Linked DNA regions of Mus musculus: region 1 is linked to region 2. A link is a contact called in public HiChIP or PLAC-seq data. All regions are on one chromosome and are shown on one strand. The core of a region is the stretch at or near the end of the contact, and the rest is flanking DNA. Distances in the headings are between cores, read along the strand shown. Region 1 overlaps Tenm4 (teneurin transmembrane protein 4). Region 2 overlaps Tenm4 (teneurin transmembrane protein 4).

Region 1 (3,898 bases), core at 1,123-3,622, 160 kb before region 2:
CCACCAGGTGGCGCTATGAGTGTGAAGAAATCATGAGTGCGACTTAGTGGATGATCAGGAAAACTGGCAAACATCTCTGAGGAGAGAGAATCATTGTCCTCATATAAATACATTGTGGTCATCTAGTGAGACTTGGGTGGACATGGAGATGGGCTTCAGACACATGCCTGTGTGTGCAAGGGCATTGTAGCTCGAATGTTTATCATCAGGTGTGAGTTTCCTGGGTTCTCTTGATGCGAGTCAGTCCTAAGCCAACACATGCAAGGATTTTCTTGCCCATTGGATACCCACTCTTTTGGGAATCTGGGGTCCTCTGTGTCTCAGGGTCTTGAGAATGTCCTAGAATTCTGAGAGATTATCAACGCTGGATAAGCAATCTGGGCATGACTGGTCACATAGTTTGCATAATCCAGGATAAGATGAAAATAGACAGTCCCCCTTTGAAAAGAAGAAGAAACAGGCATTCAAGATGGTGACAGCAGAACACTGAACTCAGGGAGAGCCGAGCCCTTCTAAGCATGGAGCTCTGTGGGGCTGCACTGGTCATGGAGCTCTGGTCACTGCCCATGAGGCTGGCTCCAAGTATGGGAGTGGAATACAGTCTCAGGCAATCCTGTGTCTGCTGATGGGGACCTGCTGGACACATGAAAGGTGGTATTCATTCCTCAGTCTCTTCATATGGGAAATTCCTTGGCTCCCTAACTTTAATACCAACATAGCTTAGAATGTGGCACTAGGGAATCCTGGACTCACATTCTGATTCCATCCTTAAACACAAGTCATGAACCTACAGCTCACCTGCCAATCCCACCTCTTGCCTATGGTGTGGGTTCAATCAGGATTAATGCAGACAGCACCTTGTCTAGAGGCAACTCTTACTCTCTCTGCTGAGATCTCACCATTAAACCAGACAGTGCTTGTCCCCAGAAGTATCTGGTCAGGGAGGCTGGGGCAGACATTTGGCCTCAGAGTTGAGTAGCACTCACTTAGTGGGGAGCACTTCCTGTGTGCTTTTGCAGTCAGTTATAGAATAGGAATCAAAGTGGGGAGAGGTCCAGAGACCTGGCAGAGGGTGGGGTGGGCTGTTACAGAATCAGAGATGTGTGCACCGTTCATCTAACAGACATCTATGAGTGCTTCCTGTGGCAGAACCCAGGGGAAACTGGTGAGCAAAGGTACCTAGAGCCCCATCCACTGCTAACTGGAAGTCCTGTCATCTTGGCTGCATTCATTTCTAACCCACGGACCCTCATCACGTGTTCACTCTGGGGCAGGACACAGGACTCTACCAGTCTCTCTGAATGAGGTGACCGAAGGCCCTGTGTGTTCATTCTCAACAGCCAACCCCACTGAGTCTTGGTGAGCTGTCCTAGCAACTTTTACTGGAGTGTAGAGAGGGCCAGAAGTGTCTGGCTCTTCGGGGCAGCTGTGGACTGATGACTCTCCACTGGAGGGACTGGACCCTGAAGTCAAAGAGAGGCCAACCTTCAACGGATGAGGCGCTGGACTCGTATTTGGGACACTGGGAACACACAGAGGATGAAATTTAGTTTTGATTAACCTGGAGAGGAGCTCACTCCTGAAGTGGCCCCGTCTTGAACAGCTCAGGTCAGCTTTAGAGGACGCACTGGGGGCATCTTGTGAGAGCAGAAAGAGTGTCCAAAAGGTTTTGAGTTGATTTCAGCCAGGTGTGAAGACTGTGTGTGAACAACTGACAGGCGAAAGTCTGGGGCTTGACTGAGTGGTCCAAGAGCTCAGGCAGCCCATTGTGGTACATGCAGAGGGAAAGGTAGATGGGGTAGGGGTGTCGGGGTGTGGGCTAGCGCAGCTGCCCACTGGGAGAAAGGGGAGGTTCTGCTGACTCGGGGCATCTGAAGTGTCACACACATTAAACAATTTATTATGTACACAGCATTGAGGGTAGCATAGTTACCAGCAGTTCTCAAAGCAGTAATACCTGGGAACCGATTAGAACTGCATGTTCTGGGGCTACCCTCCAGGCCTGCTTATTTGGGAATTCAGGGGGAGGGGGAGGTGCTATACGTTCATAAACTGCAAGTCAAAGCTTGAGAAACATTATAGAGTACAGAGTGCTAAGCTTTGGACAGCAGTTAAGGGTCTGGGTTGGCTGGGCTGGGCAGAGGGGGCATGGTGTTCTGAGCAGTGAGCTACTTTACATACATCCTTCTTTAAGTGACACAAGAAGAAATCGACCAGGAGGTCTGTGTCACCATGCCCTCATGGAGAGGCACGATCTGGCGTGCAGAGTACCTCAGTGACCAAAGGTCAGGTCGTAGCACCGGAACCCCTGTCCATGCTGAGGTGGCTCACAGTGGAGGGCTGCGCTGCTGATGCTGCCTGTCACTTCTGCCGTGATGTCTCCATCCAGCCTGCATGGAAGGAAGGGGCCTATTATAGCTTGACCCTCCTTTCCCTAGAGCTTAGCATGGGCCAACCTGGGGTCAATGAGAGTGGGATGGCATTCCTGACTTAGAAGGACGGTTGTTTGAATTTTCATAAAGTTTGCCACATACACCCGGGAGCTGGGCTCAGTAAATAATCTCTTCAAGACTACCAGCATTCACCCCTGACACTGAGGTCTCATAGCTTAAGTGTGCGATTAAAAGAGAGAGGTTCCCACGCACTGTGATTAGAACTACGCTAGATTGGAAAGAAAAGAACACAGCAGGAAAACACCTACACTACTCAAGGAGTTTTTCTCCTCTCTCCCTAAGTTGTACTATGTGGTTATTATCACGTCTCAGTTGAACACGCGCCTGTTAATTTGTAAGGTGCAGTAACTCTGTGGCAGGTCCTGCGTTTGGTGGTGGATGGGGCCAGGTGTTCCTGCCCCTTGGAATCTGTCTTTGAAGCCAGTGAGCATAAGAACCAGGCTAGGACACAGCTTAAGGCAGTTTGGCACTAGCTAAGGTGAGAGCTGCCTCTGTGTGTACCTCATCTTTTAGTAAGTGAGGCCTCTGGTCTTCTGTGATCCTCCAGACACCGCTGTTCATGACAGGTAGGACCTGCAAGGGACTCTGGGACTAAGATGGGGGTCTTCCTCCAGCCCTCCTGGTAACTGCCACTGTCTCCCAACAAAGGCCACTGCACACCTTTAAACACAAAATAGTCTTTTATTTGTCAACGAAGGCTACACGGGATCACTTCTGGTTTTGTTTTTATGCTTTCCCCCCTTTTTTCTAGAAGGTATCTACATCTGCATTTATTTACAGCCTTGTTGGTATTTACACAGTCAAGAATACAGTGTTAGAAACACAAAAGTGTTGAGAAAAAAACTTCTCAAAATTAGTTCCAGACTTCAGGAAAACTATTTCCACATGGTAAGGCCAGAGTCTCCAGTGTTGGTCATCCAGAGGCAGCTCATTATCGTCCTTTGCCAGAGCTGCGGGTTCAGAAGTCCTCAGAATGACGGGCACATTTAGAACAGTGGGGTTCTGGTGATGAGTGGATTAGAGCTGCTGGGAACCACCAGACATCTGTGGGTCAGCTTCTGCGGGGACAGCCGAGCCTGCCCACGGGCAGTCAGCCCTGAACCATCAGCCCTTAGAATCAATCACATTTTTCTTAGGGACTAGGAAGTAGCCCAGTCTCACGCCTTTGGCATTCCCCAGAGGGTAAGAAGTACAACACAGGGCCCCACCGAGGCCTCTGAAACACAACACAGGGTTCCCACCCCATGCTTCCCCACCTTTGATCTTCCACAACACCGTGAAACCGCATAGCCCGCCACTGTTCCGGGCAGTCAAGTACACAAGGCTGGTTTTTGAGAATGATGGGTTGGAGAGGATAAAGTTTCAGTCACCTGAGCAATGAGTCTTTAAAATGAGTTTGCTGTTTTGGGAAGGCTAAATAAAAAGGTCTTGAACCACAGAGTTCA
Region 2 (4,005 bases), core at 1,418-3,917:
TGAGCTGCCCTGGTTACTGGGAAGCTAACGTGGGTCCTTTGCCAGAGGAGTGAGCACCTTAACTGACTAGCCATCTCTTCAGCTCCTGTTTTGTTTTGTTTGAGTCAGGGCCTCCTTTATCTCTGGCTGGCCTTGAACTCGCTGTGCAGGTGAGGATGGCCTTGAATTTCTGATCCTCATACCTTTGAAAGGTTCCAGAGGGACACCAGAGGGACACTGGGATAGACGGTAGTGGTTAGAAAAGGAGTTGATGCCATGGGCAGAGACAGGTAGTATAATGGTAGGGGCTCTGAGAGCTCTTACCACCAGACTGAAGAGCAGGGTGCTCTGAAGAGAGACAATCGGGGCCCCTATGGTAAGAGTTGAAGTACTCTCTTACACCTTCATGATGATGGGGGCCATTACAGTCTGTTTGTTTGTTTGTTTTTGTTTTTGAGATAGGGTTTCTCTGTGTAGTTCTGGCTGTCCTGGAACTCACTCTGTAGACCAGGCTGGCCTCAAACTCAGAAATCTGCCTGCCTCTGCCTCCCAAGTGCTGGGATTAAAGGCGTGTGCCACCACTGTCCAGCTTGGGCCGTTACATTCTTAAAGCCTCTACCTCCTGAATGTTGGTCTTACAGGCAAGAGCTACCAGACCACACCTGGTTAGGTAGTGTTGGGGACTGAACCAGGGTTTCAGGCATGCCAGATAATCATTGTAACAACGGAGTGACATCTACAGCCCCTATTTTCATGAGGAAAGCCACAAAGAGAGAGTTTTCTGGAAAAAAAAATCTATCTTGTAAATAGTGGGCCAATACTGTGGGTTACAAAACTACTTTGTGTCCATAGTAGGCCAATACTTTGGGTTACAAAACTACTTTGTGTCCATCAGCCATATCCCTTCCCCTCCTTAGCACTCCAGAGCCACTGGCTTAAGCTCCTGATTTCCCATTGATATCTATTGACTAAACCGCCTTTCCTCTACTCACTTGAGACTCCTGCTTTTGTGAGTGTTGTTTTTTTTTTTTTTTTAAACCGCATTATTGCATCATTGGTAATATTTCTCTGCAGCTTTATGCCATCTAACCTGCTTGGCTGCTATTCTCTTTTAATTACTGTAGATTTATGATGTGGTGAGATCTTTAACATGGACTACCACTCTTCTTCCTCTGGATAGCTCATCTATGTTTCATCTGTCTACTACTCTAGACAAGCTTTAAGCCATTCTGCCAGATCTCTACAGTTCTCTTTAGGTTCCTCTTGGGCATTCTGTCAAACCTACAGATTGTCATCTCAGAATATTTCAACTTTGCTAGCCTAGGAACACGCAATATGTCCTCATTATTCATGTTCTATTTTGCATTGCTCAGTGAAACCTTGCAGTTTTATCGCATAGGTCTTACATAGTTCTCATTAAGATGACACAGTAGTATTTATTAATTTTCTTGAGTAGGATATTTTTAGTATATTGTCCAAGTGGTCTTTCAGGTATTTTGGAAATACTTTGACTTTAGGAAAGTTCACTGTACCTCAGTTACAAATTTGGGTTCCTTATTAAATAGTAGCTTTTTTTTTTTCAAATAGTGATGTGTGTGTATATGTGTGTGCGCACGCACAGACACATATGCATTTTACAAATATAAACACAACACTCACAAAAATACTACTTTGTGTCCATACTTTGTGGATACTTTGTGTCCTGGCCTCAGTCTCTTATTTTTCTTGTTCCCTATATTGGCCAAAGCATCTGAAACAACAGCTACTAGTAGATACATCACATTTTGCTAGTGATTTTAAGGAATCTTTTTGATATTTAAACTAGAAATTTAACGTTGGCCTTGTTCTTTTTGTTTGTTTGTTTGTTTTTGAGACAGGGTTTCTCTGTATAGTCCTGGCTGTCCTGGAACTCACTTTGTGGACCAGGCTGGCCTCGAACTCAGAAATCCACCTGCCTCTGCCTCCCGAGTGCTGGGATTAAAGGTGTAGGCCTGGCTATTGGCCTTGTTCTTGACGCTGCTGTTTGCCCCACTCTTTCTATTTTCAGTATTTTTGTGACTCGATATTGTCATCAGAAGTGCTGTCATTACTCATTGCACACAGAAGCCAGCTCTCAGTACAGGACACAGTGCCCTCAAAAAGTGTCTGAAATTTGCAAGAGTCTCAACCTCAACCAGATGTTGCTGGGTTAGGATCCTGGAGCTTCCGATTTTGGAAATATAGGGTACTAATTGTGACCACACAAGCTCATGAGAAGTCAAGCGAGTTGACGTTCTTCCACTACGCTCAGGGTAATGGTTGGCACTAGGAAAAGCTCAACAGATTGTACTTTCTTCTTCTACCCCTTAAAAGGAAGACAATCAATATCCCAGACGCAAGCTGTCTAAGGAACGCCTTGCATTAATAGGCCTGTGAAATGCAAGTGCCATTTGTGGCAGACACTACGCTGGCCCTCCTGCTTTGGTGCATATGGCCACGTCTCATATTTTCAAACTACGCAGTCCATCTCTTACACCCCAAAGGGATTCTTTTGACCTATGACACCTGATGGAAATAAAAAGGCAAGCTGACATGTAATATGAACCAGGACTGAAACAAACTGTGCTTCCATTAGCCCGGAACATGAGTGTGCTCCGATAAAGGCAGGAAGAGGCAGCAGCTCAAACTGAAAACAGATGTCCGGGCAGTTCTGGCTCTCACTTTTTCTACTGCCCTTCCCATAACCCTCGTGATCCTGTCACTGACGCTGAAGGTCTAGAACTCTGGTTAGGCACTAGGAGCCAGCTCAAGCCTTTGTCAAAGTTGCCACCACTGAACTATAGCTTGATTCTGAAGGAGCCATCACCCCAAGCGGTGGTCCTTGGTACTCAACTCTGTGGCATGGGGAAGTATTAGAGAGCCTTGAGCTCAGTATAGCCTAGATATCTTCCTCATGCAGTGGGAGGGAGACGGGGAGGGGGGGGGGAAGGGATGTTCGCTCATTGGCAAAGGGTGGGGCTGGTATATAGATCTGAGAATCTCAGTTGAAATCGTACCTCTGTTCCTGCCTAATGCTGCTTGGGGGGAGGGGGGCAAGTTTGTTGTTTTCTCGGAACTTGGTCTCTTCATCTGTAAGAGGATATAGTAACTGCTGCTGCCTGTCACCAACCTCAGATTTCTGGTGAGCGCAGGCAGCACTGGGGACTATCCCAATAATAACTCCACACTCTCAGGTGCTGGGCATGCCTCTGAGCATTTTACAAATATCAGTTTCTCTTCATCATTCCCCTCAGGTGGTGGGTGGGTGCTAACACCATCAGTTTTCAGATGAGGAGACTAGGAGCTGGTGGGTTCCACAGCTTGTCCATGGCCACACTGCTAATAAGTAGCACACTGCGCACAAACGCATCCACTCGCATGCACTTCCTAGTTTCTGTGCCCAGGGGTCTCTACTGGTCCTTTGCATGAGAGCTGATCAGCACTGAGGCAGTTTTCACACAGAAGGGGATGCAAGCAGAGTGGCTGTCCTTACTAGAAAGGGTTGTCACCCAGCGATAAGCTCCAACCTGTTATCTTCCTCCTCTGCACCCTTAGGCCTGTTTTTCCCTCAGCACCTCATGTGCTGCCCGCCCCCCCCCCAAGCCTGCTCAGCGCTCATCCGCTCATCCTCTGCCTGTGCCTCCCCCACTTCTATTACTCACCTCCTGGGTCTCCAGCTTTCGTTCCTGGCTTCCTTCCCATTACTGACAACACCCTCAGGGCTCCCCTCACCTTACATAAACCTTTCCAGTCAACCTGCCTCCTCCTCAGGTAATGCCTATCATCTCTGAGCCTGCTCTGTCTAGAAGGAACTGTTTCCATTCTGCCTCCTTCCCTCCTGAACTTGTGGTGACCCTGCTTCTGCCTGCACCCTGCACCAGGGGTAGAAACTGCTCCCACGGAGGGTGCCCTCTGAGGCCTCCCTATTGACCAACTCCAGCAGCTTTCGTGAAGTTGTTCTCCCTAACTTTCCCCACTTCAAGCTCTTCAGATGTCTTCTGTCCTTGG

Evidence for each region. HiChIP or PLAC-seq counts read pairs in DNA pulled down with a chosen protein or histone mark.
Region 1: an H3K27ac HiChIP or PLAC-seq map of embryonic brain shows a contact between it and region 2, with 7 times the contacts expected there. The contact joins two enhancer-like sites. A contact is called at or near these places in 5 of 39 promoter capture datasets (the C10 cell line, embryonic stem cells, hematopoietic stem and progenitor cells and 1 more), 4 of 15 datasets of contacts at CTCF or cohesin (the G1E-ER4 cell line, embryonic stem cells and large pre-B cells), 77 of 484 Hi-C or Micro-C datasets (3T3-L1-derived adipocytes, 8-cell embryo, the AML12 cell line and 41 more) and 11 of 115 datasets of contacts at active chromatin or transcription factors (astrocytes, a beta-TC-6 cell line, bone marrow-derived dendritic cells and 5 more).

The regions. Positions count from the first base shown.
Region 1 is chr7:96,910,310-96,914,207 of GRCm38.p6, reverse strand. Tenm4 (teneurin transmembrane protein 4) reads right to left here. Exons shown (of 33, transcript NM_001310762.1): 33 at 3,115-3,898. Among named protein-coding and RNA genes, the nearest start is that of Gm22226, 7.8 kb to the left of the region's middle. Within about 2 kb of position 2,372, at least 17 of the 459 cell types and tissues checked have an H3K27ac peak or open chromatin away from gene starts, as enhancers often do.
Region 2 is chr7:96,748,538-96,752,542 of GRCm38.p6, reverse strand. The region is part of intron 13 of Tenm4 (teneurin transmembrane protein 4); the gene reads right to left. Among named protein-coding and RNA genes, the nearest start is that of Gm15413, 51 kb to the left of the region's middle. Within about 2 kb of position 2,667, at least 24 of the 459 cell types and tissues checked have an H3K27ac peak or open chromatin away from gene starts, as enhancers often do.